Regions from separate parts of the Rattus norvegicus genome. Here region 2 is linked to region 1. The links are chromatin contacts, called in public Hi-C maps. All regions are on one chromosome and are shown on one strand. The core of a region is the stretch at or near the end of the contact, and the rest is flanking DNA. Distances in the headings are between cores, read along the strand shown.

Evidence for each region. A called contact is a pair of places that touch in the nucleus more often than the background predicts.
Region 2: a contact with region 1 is called in a Hi-C map of liver, with 1.8 times the contacts expected there. The contact joins the enhancer-like site here to the promoter of Slc25a13 in region 1. A contact is called at or near these places in 3 of 12 Hi-C or Micro-C datasets (kidney and liver).

Annotation. Positions count from the first base shown.
Region 1 is chr4:35,327,108-35,329,807 of GRCr8, reverse strand. It overlaps Slc25a13 (solute carrier family 25 member 13), which reads left to right and starts at 1,448. Exons shown (of 18, transcript NM_001419627.1): 1 at 1,448-1,569. The coding sequence starts at 1,555.
Region 2 is chr4:35,395,188-35,397,887 of GRCr8, reverse strand. All of the region lies in intron 2 of LOC102554854 (a long non-coding RNA gene), which reads right to left. Among named protein-coding and RNA genes, the nearest start is that of Slc25a13, 68 kb to the right of the region's middle. Within about 2 kb of position 1,352, at least 4 of the 93 cell types and tissues checked have an H3K27ac peak or open chromatin away from gene starts, as enhancers often do. A contact at or near this core is called in liver, where this site is marked.

The DNA of each region.
Region 1 (2,700 bases), core at 199-2,698:
GTTCAGTGCTGACCCATTGGACACATCATACCATTTGTCAGCCTGGTTCATGTTGCTACCACACAGTACCCGAGAGTGAGGATAAAAACTTACTCCTTTTAGTTGTCACCTTGGCCAAGAACTCCAAGATCAAAGGTGCAACAAGACAAGGTTTTGTCTCTGTGTTTACAAGATGGTCCCCTGAGTACTATATCTTCCTGAGAGAGGAAAGCTACCTTGTCACATGACAGAAGACAATGAGAGTAAGCTTATTACTATGAGTCCCTTTCTTTTCTTTCTTTTTTCGACATGCTTCCTAAATCTATACAGATTAGGGTGGCCTGGAACCCTTGATCTACCTGCTCTCACTTTCCTGGTACTGGGAACGTAAGGGTTACAAGCCCCTCTTTACGAAGGCATTTGCATACTTTAGGGCAGAGCCCTTAGGACTTGATTATATTACACTCCTGATTTAGTTTCTAACTTGTGAACCTGGGATACAATCTGGTAAGTGAGTGGAACTCCAGCTACACTGGAATTTACATATGCTGCCTCTAGCCTTTAAAAGCCCCCAGGTGGTTTCAGTTCTTCTGCAGGGTACCCAGAATCTCCACAACACAGATCTTTCCTGTCACCTAGACTTCCTCCAGCAGTTCCCTACATTTAGGTTGCCTTCTCTGACCAAACCCTTGGGTTCCCCAGGGTCTCCTGTCTCCTCTCATTCTGTATGGCTGGGGCATCTCTTGTTATCTATGCATTGGACTGACATTCTTACCTTAGGAATATTCTCTAAGATCTTTTCCTGTTTTTATTGTTCTTATGGTGTCCTGGGAACAAACTATAGCCTGTAAGTTTTATTAAGGTTTGTCACCTCTTTAAGGCCTTGACCTCTTTGATCCTTATATAGAGTTCTGTACCATATTCAAGAATTTATCACTACAAAGTAGGTGAGATACCTGTTTGTTATCTTCACTTCTATTAGTGAATACTTTAGGGATTCATGATGGCATTAAAGTGGGGTCCATCTTGAAGCAAAAACCAAGGTGAACCTGGCAAGAACCTTTTCCAACTAGGTATGCATGTGTGAGAGTATGTGTGTTAACTTTCAGGTGTTGTGTGTTAACCACTCTAACTTGGCTATCTCATGGGCACAGGCCTAGCCAGCCCTTGGCCCCAGAAGCAGCTTTCCTCAGCAGGTCACCAGTCTTCTGTACAGTGGCTTGCATTTCTCCCTGGGCCCGGGGTATCCACAACAATGGCTACTAAAGCTGGACAGCACAGTTTGTGTCACATGTCCTGGTCCCTCAGTAGTTCCCATACTGAGGCCCTCCCTGGCTACAGGGCAGAGGCCTTCAGATCACGCGCGCCCGGGAGGCCCTGCCCTGGCCCAGCCAATGGGCTGACGGCTCCCGCATGACCCGCGCCAGGAGGGCGTGGGGAGGCAGGCCAGGCGCGCATGCTGCCGGGCAGAATCACCGCCCCCACCTCTGCCTGGACGGGAAGTGAGTCGCCGGGGTCCCTAGTGCAATCCAACCAGACAGCAGGTCTCAAAGCTGCCTGTACCCCGGCCGAAGCATGGCGGCCGCCAAGGTAAGAACGGCGGGCCGGGGCGAATCTGGAGCCCAGAGGGGTCCAGCCGGTGTAGTAGATGTGGGGTTCCACCTTGCAGCTGCGGGGTGGAGGGCACAGGGGACTGCACTTGTGGCCGCGTGGGTACCGCGGCCGGATCTTGCTACGGAAACTTTGCTAGCAGGGCACTCCCACTTGGCCCGGTCCGGAGCGGTGTCTCGCGGGACTGAGCCCTTGCCAGCAAGAAGGAGCGCGCGAATGGGGCCAGGTAGCCTGGGACCGGTTAGAGCCCAGAGACACACAAACCCTTTTGCTACTTCGGGGTTCTCCTGCTTCTGACCCGACTGTTGTTGACCTGGGTTTCTCCTTCCAGGGGCCCCAACTGGGGCTGAAGCCTGATCCTATTACGTTTCAAGGGTTCCGCCCTCCGGTTGGTAGGGAAGTCACCTTGACTTCCGTTTTGGAAACTGGGAAACTTGGCCTGCGCCTGTGCATAGCTAGCCCTGGACCCTTCCCCACCCCCATCTCCCCTCTCCTATCCTTACCTTCCCTCTCTCCATCTGACAACACTTTACAAGCCAGCCTCCGAGCCTCAGAGAGGCTTCTTTTTGAAAATGACAAAACAGATTGTCCTGGGAGCTTGTCTCTCCTGTGAAGTTCTACTTAAAAGGAATTCTGTGTAATGTGAATCGTTCACGAACCCAGGGAGAAGGCAGCTCTGACAGGTTGACCTTTCCTCTTTCACCGGTGCATCAAACCTGCACACCATTTCAGCCTCTCTGGACTGCATTTCAACTTTGCTGGCAGAATACCATATTCAGTCCCAATCACTCGAGTCATTGGAATTTATTGCTTTTAATTTTAAGTTCACGAAGGCAGCCCTTTAATCAAGCCTATACAACTTCTTAGATCATTTTAAGTGCAGTGAACTTAAATATACCCAACATTTCCAACATTTGTCCTTAATCAAAACTCTGTGATAACCCTGGAGAGGAAAACATGGCCAACACATCATTTCTTATTTATTCAGGCAAACTAATCACATTTGCAATGGAAATTGTACGCAGACAAATATATTTAAATACTGTTCTGTGACTAGAGTCTCTCCAGGCTCCCCAAATCCGCTGTTTTCTTGTTCCTAGACTGGGTGCC
Region 2 (2,700 bases), core at 103-2,602, 68 kb before region 1:
GGCTCTGAGGGGAAGGGCTTTACATTGTGCATAGGAAGAAAACAAGACAGCAAATGTGAACTGTAGTTGTTCCCCACAACAGAAAATCACTCTGCTGAGATGTTTGTCAGAGATGACAAGCATGTGTCATTGGTTTCATTGTTGATTTGTCTGTTTGTTTTAGTACGTACTGTATATAAAATTTCTGAGTTCTGTGCTGTGGCAAGGAAGCATTTTGACGAGGAGAGGAGAGGAGCCCTGTCTCTAGCAAGTGCAGGGCTTCACACCCTTCTGGAACTTTACAGCTGACAAACTTCCCATATGTTACTGTTGCAGCATCTCAGTGACCGGGGTAGGAGCAGGGATAATGTTCTGTTTTTATGGTAATGAAAAAGACCCATCACCAGAAAATCCTAGCTCGCATGGACACATTCCCATCCCTAGTCCAACCCTGCCAACTCTCAGCTGGAAATGAGGATCTTCACCAAGTGGTCCTTTACTTGGTGCATGTTCTGCAGTTTCCAGCTGTACTTTACTTTCATGAGTTTTATTAAAAAGACCTCCCAGGTAGCTGTCAGATGGGAGCTTCCCACACTGTTGCCTGGCAGTGGCCTTCCCTAGGTGCCCATATTTCCTCTCTTCGCTCTGCCAAAGTCTACATTCCTTTCCCTGTTCCCATACACGGTCTGACCCCAGGCCAAGGTGGCATCTTTCTCGGTCCCTCTGAGGTCAAAGCTGGTGCTGCCCTGTAGATTCTTTGGTAGTGGGCATCTGGGGACAACTGTGCCTGAGCCATCCAGCAGGAGCCCCCTACACCTTACTCCATAATGGTCCAGTGTTCCTCTGCTCACTGGGAAAAGACCCACCCGACCCTGCGTGGGCGGCCCAGACCTTCCCACCGAGTGTGTGAATTGGGGCCCTTAACCAAAACAGGATGGCGGTTACATGTTGGAGATAATTGACCACCATTTTACACACACACACACACACACACACACACACACACACACACACACTGTGTGTGTGCTTCATTCAGTCAAAGGTGTCAGGATCCCATCTAAAGGTTGTTGTTTGGATTCTAGAACCAGAAAATGTGAATGTTACTTTGTATTTTCTTTTTTTTTACTATATTGCTATTAAAAGACATGAGGGGTGAGCCCAATTGTAAAAAAAGAGAGAGAGAGAGAGAGAGAGAGAGAGAGAGAGAGAGAGAGAGAGAGAGAGAGAGAGAGAGAGAGATTTGCATCTAATTAAAGAAGAAAGAAAGAAAAACTCTTTACCAAATGTCTGGAGTCCTTATGGAAACCTGTGAACCACAGTGAGGAAGGACGACCTTACCAGATGGGCAAGGCTAGAGTACAACAGCGCCGTCTACTGGACAAATCCTTAGCTCACTGGCTACATTCCATCCAATGGCAGTGAGGAAAACATGGCTGACACTGGACCAAGGAGCAGGAAGAAAGCCTTGGAGGACTGACCCTTTCCAAATACAGAACATCCGGTGAGAAACAACAGCTATTGGCCATCGTTTCCAGAAGTACAGACTACAGGGTTGCTTTGATAAAAGAAATACTCCCCCCAACAACCCAACCACTTTAACCTGTCTACTGTCAGATCTTTGAAGCTGCCCCTCTGCATTTACTGAACACCTCCTCGCCTCGCCACCCATGCACTCATTCCTTTATTCATTTGCTCAGCAGCAAGCCCTGTGCACAGCATGTTGGTGAGGCTAAGCGAGACCGGGATTAGTCACTGGTTGGGCTTCTAAAACTGAGTCTAGTCTGGAACCTGATTCCTAGCCTTCAGCAACTTCCTTTTGTTGCTAATTTTTCCTCTCCGGTTCTCTGTGCTCTGCTCAAAGGTAAGCAGGGTGTTAGGCTGTGTAAAAGAACCAGGCTACATATTAACTTCATATTGGATTTCTTCTCCCATGTAAACTCAAATCCTTGAAATCTTAAAACTGCTATTCAAGAACCATTCTAGCCAAGCAGGAATAGCCGTGCATGCTTGTAACTCCAGCCCATAGAAGACAGGACTGAAGCTGAAGAATTGTGAACTACAGGCCAGCCTGAGGTGTGTCACAAGACTATGTCAAAACAAGCAACAGTAGCAAAAAAAAGCAAAGAATGATTCAAATACCAAAATCTTTTAGTGCTTTCCAAATGGCTAAGTGGGGGACAAAAGAAAATGTGTCCTTCCCCCCAGCCATCAAAGTCAACAGCTGCAGTTCTAAATGACCAACAGGGTAGAGAACAAAGAAAGCTTGACTTTCATTAGGCATCAGTATTTCATGTTAACATACAATTTTAAAATTCCCATTACTGAGGTGGGGAGATGGTGCGACAAGTAAAATGCTCACACAAAAGCATGAAGAGCTGAGTTTGGATGCCCAGAATCCATGGAAAATGAAGTGTGGCACTGCTCATTTGTAATGTTCGTGCTCCTGGGTGAGACAGGAGACAGAGACAGGAGAATGCCCAGAAATTCACAAGCAACTAGCCCAGCATGCAGAGCAACAAACAAACAAGAGAGCATGCCTCAAACACCATGAAAGGTGGGAACCAGTGCTAGACACTGTCCTCGGACCTCCAGAGGCACGGACACTCACACACACGTACAGGTACACGCACTGTAAATACACATACACATCATAGACACATGTAAGCACACCCCGAATGAAAATTAACACTGAAGAATGAATGAATGAGTGAATGAGTATGT